Regions from separate parts of the Mus musculus genome. Here region 2 is linked to region 1. Evidence: chromatin contacts called from public capture Hi-C data. All regions are on one chromosome and are shown on one strand. The core of a region is the stretch at or near the end of the contact, and the rest is flanking DNA. Distances in the headings are between cores, read along the strand shown. Region 1 holds the start of Zkscan17 (zinc finger with KRAB and SCAN domains 17). Region 2 holds the start of Olfr222 (olfactory receptor 222).

Region 1 (2,978 bases), core at 137-2,636:
TGGAACCTCAACTTTTCTGTATTCCTCTGATTGCCGAAGTAAAGGCAGACACCCGACGCGAGCTTCTGAAAGCAACAGGCTGTGAACCTCGACTACTCTCACGTCTTACTCCCGTATTAAGAACCCAATCCGGGCCCCGCCCGCTCTCTCCTGCTTCCTCCGCCCACTGTCTCCCACCTGCTGGGCCCTGAATGGCTCAGGTCTACACTTAGGATAGTGTGTCCAGGGTCCCACCCTCAGCACCCGGTTCTGCTGGGGGACTGCTCTCAAAGAGCCCTAGGCCAGACAAGCGTGTGCCTCTTTGTCACTCTGGCACCTGGCGCGCAGGAGCCTCGGGAGCGGAAGCTTTATGAATGAACTACCGTTAGGGAGGGGAGGGCTCCCGCAGGGGCGGGGCTTGCCCAAAGCAGTTATTGAAGGCGCAGGATCCCAGGGAAGGAATGAAGAGCAGGAGGAGGAGGAAGAGGAGGGTGTTTTAGGCCAGGAGAACTATGGGGTTTCTGTCGCTTCCACTCTTTCAGATTTGCTGGCTCTTTCCTTCGAAGCCCGGGACAGCAGGCGAGCAGATCCTCACCTTCCAGCTCGGTCTCTCTGGTGTTTTGGCAGAGGCGGCTCCAATGCATGGGCCAGACTCGGTCCCTGGCCAGGCCAACCCTGTCTCGGGATCCTCTAGAATGCATCAGCTGGGCTTGGGAGCGAAGGGAGACGCCTGGAAGAGAATTGTATTGCTTCATCCCCGAGGGCACCTATGAGGACGCGGCTCTGGGAGCAGGGATCTGGGCCCGGACGCGGGAAGAGGAGAACAGGGAGCAGGACCCAGGCGCGGGCTGGGGATCAGAGCGCGGGAAGTGGGGAGCGGGTTCCGGGTTCAGACAGCGGGGCATGGGAAGCCGGGCCACAGTATACTCACCGCTGCGCAGCGTCCCGGTTGGCGGGCCGCGTAGGCCGGGCCGCCGCGGAAAGGAAAGGCCGGAGCCCTCCGGCTCCCTCCCCTGGGACACTTCCTGCACCGCTCTAGGACCGAGGAGGTCTCCTCATCTCAGTGGTTCGCTTCCCCGCCTCCTGGCCGAGGTGTACGCGGGGGGGTGACATCCGACACCCCCGGCCCGCCTGGACCGCCCCGCCCCGCCCCGCTCCGTGCTCTCCCGGCCTGGGCCCGGGGCCCGGGCTTTAGCTTTGTGGGCCTTCCTAGCGGGCTCGGGATGCGCGCGCGCGCCCCGGCGGGACCCGGGCGCTGGGGGCCAGTTCGCGCGGCCACCAGCCAGGGAGGCCGGCTTGGGGCTTTGCTCTTCTCTGCTCCTCTTGTGTGGGCGCAGGGAAGGGCTGGTCTGGCGGCGCTGGCGAAATGCCAGAATTGGGAGGAGGAGGGATGAGGTGTAAGGGGATCTCCCAGTGACCATTTGCATCCCGTGTGTGCTGTTGTGCCCCAATCCCTTCCAGCCGCAATTCCATTTCAAAGCCAACGCTGCCAGAGCCACCCAAATCGGTAGGACTGGAGAAATGCAGACCCAGCGATCCACGGTGCTCGCCGAAGCAGCGGCCCGCGGCTTCGTGGCATGGAGATGATCTACGATTTCTCTGTTTAAGGAAGACTGTAGCACTCTGGGTCCCTCTGAGCACCAGGATAGTCCTGGTGAGTACGGAGAGAGAAGGTTGCCAATCCTGAGAGTATGAGTTGGGGAGCTTGTCGCTGGCTTAATGCATAAACACAGGACAGAGTGACTTAAGTCACGGAGAGTGAGAGGTGACCAAGAACTAGGGCATTGGAACCTATTCCTGCCTCATCTACCCTGTGTTGAGTAGAGTCCAAATCCTCCCTCAGTTCCCTCGGGCTGGACAATGGAGCCGGACTGTCAAAGGGAGGAAGCAAAGAAAAATCTGCCTAGAAGTGAGCTACTGTGCTGATTTTTTTTCCCCTTTCTGGTTCTCTTTCGAAGGTACATGGTAGGAAGTCACCCTTAAAGAAGGTGGTTTGATAGAGACACCCCACCACCGGCAGACTTCGTGCTTCCGTTTCCTTCTAATAATTGGGACTGGGACAATCTCTTCCGACTAGTAGGTATGGAGTTAAGGGTCGAGGTTTTGGGACATTAGGAGGTGAGTCAAGTGGATGATTGTTCCCCAAGTGCAGAAGAACGCTGAGCAAGCAAGGGTCACCCAAGGCTGGGACTTAAGGCTCACAGAGAGCAATAGGAGCCACCTAGACTTACAAATCCATGCCAATCCCTTTTCAAAAACACCAGCCAGGAAGCACAGCCTGGAATGACCAAAGACCCCGTTGGGGAGTCAAGCCTAGTGATTAGTCCAGTTGTGTATCCCGAAGGGCTGCTGTTTAGGCTCCTGCCTGGTGGCTGCTCAATACTTGGATTCCTCAGAGGCGCACTTATTGGAGCCCTCACGCAGGTAAAATGCAGCGCCAGGAGGTGGCTGATACATGGGATTTTTCTCCCCCCACAAACACTTTCCCTTTAGTTTCTCCCCCTGAGCTCACAACTCTCAGGATTTAGGTCCCCTCTCGCTGTTCAGAAGCCGCCAATGACTCCTAATATGCCTTCTTTCTGTGTTTCTTCTGCATAGAACCTGGAATAGGGACTAATAGACTGGAATCGGAGCACCTGTGTTAAATCACACCCATCAAGGCGCAGTCAGGTGATCTAAGGCCTGCGTGACCTCTCTGTGCTTCAGGTACCTCCCTCATACAGGAGACTGATGCTGTCTGCTTCATTGTGAGGCTATTCAGGGAATATGTACTGAGAGTCTGCAAGACAGCTGCAGTTTGCCACTCCCATCCAGATCCTGGGCGCATCTGTGCACCCCACTGACCATCGGAAGGGCGAATAGTGAGCAGAGCTCTGGTCAGTGGAGCCACGGGGAAACTGAATCAGAACAGCAACCTCAGGACTGAGTTCTGAGCAGAGCCTGAGAGTTGTTACCATGCTGTATTGAGGAGTCAGGTGTGTCAGGCATCCTGGCAAAGG
Region 2 (2,978 bases), core at 242-2,741, 65 kb after region 1:
AAATGTATTGATTTTGATCCACGAAGAACAGACGTTTATTATAAACGAGGTAAGACTCTGTGTCAAGTTCATTTTGTACACATCTGGAGTGACTGTAATGGAAGAAAGGGGTTTAAAAAGATACATGGGAAACGAGAGAGGAAATACAGGAAGAGGAAGAAAACAGGAAGAGCCAGGGAATTAGAAGTTAAACAGCGTAACGAGTACTTGTGAGCATCAAGTCATTTAAGCGCTTCTTGAAGATATATGGCTTCTTAGAACTGTGCTCTGAGAATGGAACTTAACGCTCAGATGCGGGACTTTGAGCCTCATCACCACACGGAAGGTGAAATGCTTTTGGATGTTTTTTGTTTTCTTTCAAATCTCTCAAAGAACCTACTGTTCCAAGAATTTCCTACAGCCCTAGGGGTTGAACTCAGTCCTTCCCACATGCCAAGGAAGTGCTGTACCACCCCTGAGCTACAACCCTACCCACCCCCCAGAGTCCTTGCTGCGGAGTTCTGCCAGAGGTGTAGGTCTTCCGGGATTACATTTTTCACCTTCCACACAGCCTTCCGGTCCTTGCCAGGAGTCTTCGGAGAGCTCCCTTCACGTCCTTATTCCTCAAGGTGTAGATGAAAGGGTTAAGGGTGGGGGTGATTATAGAATAGAAGAGGGAGATGAACTTGCCCTGCTCCTGTGAGTAACTGGATGGCGGCTGCAGGTACATGTAAATGGCGGGCAGGTAGAAGAGGGAGACCACCAACAGGTGGGAAGAGCAAGTCCCGAAGGCCTTGTGCCGTCCCCTGGAGGACTGGATCCTCATCACTGCCCGAGCAATGAAGCCGTAGGAGAGGAGGATGAGGGCCAGAGGGACCAGCACAAAGAAGGCCACCAGCACAGCCAGGGTGGCATCATTCGCCGTAGTATCAGCACAGGACAGCTTGATCATGGCTGGCACCTCGCAGAAGAAGTTGTTCAGCACCTGCCGGCCACAGAAAGGCAATTGCACTGTCAGGATGACCTGAACAAGGGAGTTGCCGAAGCCGCTGAGCCAGGCCATAGCCACGAGCTGCTGGCAGAGTGGGCGGTGCATGATGATAGCATAGCGGAGTGGCTCACAGATGGCCACGTAGCGGTCCAGAGCCATGGCCGCCAAGACAACGCACTCGGTGCAGCCCAGCCAGTGGAAAATGGCGTATTGCACCGTGCAGCCACCGTAACTGATGGTCTTCTGGGAGCTCCCCATGTTGAACAGCATCTGAGGGACAGTGGTGGTGGTGTAGCAGAGATCCAGGAAGGACAAGTGGCTGAGGAATATGTACATGGGGCTGTGGAGCTGAGGATCCAGCTGGGATACCAGGATGATAGAGATGTTCCCCAGCATAGCCAGAATGTAGAACACCAGGAGGACTGCAAAGACTGGGAGCTCCAGCCATGGCCTGTCGGAAATGCCCAGGAGGATAAAGTCCTTTGGGGTGTCCCAGAAGCAGCTGTGGTTGTCACCTCTCATGCTAAGGCATCTTCTGGGAGCTGCGATGATGAGTGAAGAGAGTTTGGGTGAGTGACTGGCACGGGATGAAATGAGTCATTTTCTCACGGTGTCTGCTTTCTCTCAGGCTTCCTCCTGCCTGACCCTCTTTAGCCCCCTGGATGGGGCGTCAAGACAGCAGTATGCGCATCTCACACCCCCTCCTACTCTGACCTTCACCAAGCCAGTCTTGCTAAACTTCAATTCCTGCATCTGTTACAGTGGGAGTGGGGATGAGGCTTGCCTCGGCTGCAGATCCTGGAGAAGATAGAGAGACTTCGGTGCCAGAGTTCCACACAGCCTCAGGCGTCATTCACGTTCAGTCATGACTCCCATGATTCCCACTGCCCCTGGAGTGTTTGACTTCTCCACAAACACGTTGATGGGAAAGTGTCCACTTTCTGAGGCTTTTTTATTTTGTCTTCTGGAGACAGAGACAGGATAGAGGAAAGAGGTAAAATAAAGCAGGAAGACGCGCTTTGCGAGCAGGGAGGGACTCTCTCGATAAGCTCACAGTCATGCAGCCTTCTCACCTCTGATGACGACACCTGGCCTGTCACTGTGAGGATGTCACTGTGACAATGTCACTGTGAGGATGTGCTCTGGCTCACAGGACTACAGAAGCTCTGGCCCTAGACTACTCACCATGGCTTCTCTGTCCCTCACTCAGACTGTAAAACAGCAGGGTTCCAGGCTCTCTGAATACCTGGAGTGGGGGGGGGGGGGGAATGGAAAACTTTACCTTCTGATTTGTTACTGATTCCCAGTGAGACCTGAGTGCAACAATGGTGAGCTTGGGAGAAAGTCCTTAGAATTGTTTGACAAAAGATCAGTTGGCTCTGGGATGCTATTTGTTTCATACTTAGAGTGACATTTAAATCTTTGCCAAGGAGATATTATCAGAGAGAGACAGAGAGAGAGAGAGAGAGAGAGAGAGAGAGAGAGAGAGAGACAGTGAGATAGAGAGACAGAGAGACAGAGACAAAGAGCACAGCCAGTTTGATTTCTGGGTGCCGCTGCTCTCAGGGAACCAATGAGCTGCCTGCCATCAGTGATTCATGGGATTGAGGTAGGAGACAAAATGAAATTAGGTCATTAGGAGTTGGCCCCAGTAAGCCTTTGACAGCCTGGAGACCTCAACCATTTGGAAAAGTTCCCCTCACGACTATCAAAGCTGCTCTGTGGATCAAAGCCCCTCTGTGTGCAGAGTCAAGGCTCTCTCTCTCTCTGGTGGCCTCTGATAACTATACTAGTCCATGATGGAGCTCCAGGGCTAAGGAGAAACTTGTCATTTATGCAGCAGAGGATGTCACCTTTTTACATGTTTCTGTTTCCACTGTCTGTACCTATTTAAAAATGTAGTTCTCAACACTTAGCCAGCATCCTCTCTTAGAGTCCCCATTCATTACTCTCTCTCTCTCTCTCTCTCTAATAAATAGTGTGGGTTGAAGTGTTCAACTCTTGAGTG

The links. Capture Hi-C pulls out chosen DNA fragments and counts their contacts.
Region 2: a contact with region 1 is called in a capture Hi-C map of macrophages, with 6 times the contacts expected there. The contact joins the promoter of Olfr222 here to the promoter of Zkscan17 in region 1. A contact is called at or near these places in 16 of 39 promoter capture datasets (the 3T3-L1 cell line, the C10 cell line, the HPC-7 cell line and 10 more), 9 of 15 datasets of contacts at CTCF or cohesin (CD8 T cells, the G1E-ER4 cell line, the NIH/3T3 cell line and 5 more), 146 of 484 Hi-C or Micro-C datasets (the 63-12 cell line, 8-cell embryo, the AML12 cell line and 91 more), 27 of 115 datasets of contacts at active chromatin or transcription factors (the 230-238 cell line, the HPC-7 cell line, the SCID.adh cell line and 15 more) and 5 of 9 other capture datasets (adipose tissue, embryonic stem cells, liver and 2 more).

What each region holds. Positions count from the first base shown.
Region 1 is chr11:59,505,254-59,508,231 of GRCm38.p6, forward strand. Zkscan17 (zinc finger with KRAB and SCAN domains 17) reads right to left here and starts at 1,387. Exons shown (of 10, transcript NM_172941.4): 1 at 911-1,387; 2 at 575-709. 4933439C10Rik (RIKEN cDNA 4933439C10 gene) reads left to right here and starts at 400. Exons shown (of 5, transcript NR_015585.3): 1 at 400-1,633; 2 at 1,938-2,059; 3 at 2,578-2,685.
Region 2 is chr11:59,570,247-59,573,224 of GRCm38.p6, forward strand. It overlaps Olfr222 (olfactory receptor 222), which reads right to left and starts at 1,492. Exons shown (of 1, transcript NM_001011789.1): 1 at 536-1,492. The coding sequence starts at 1,492. The coding sequence ends at 536.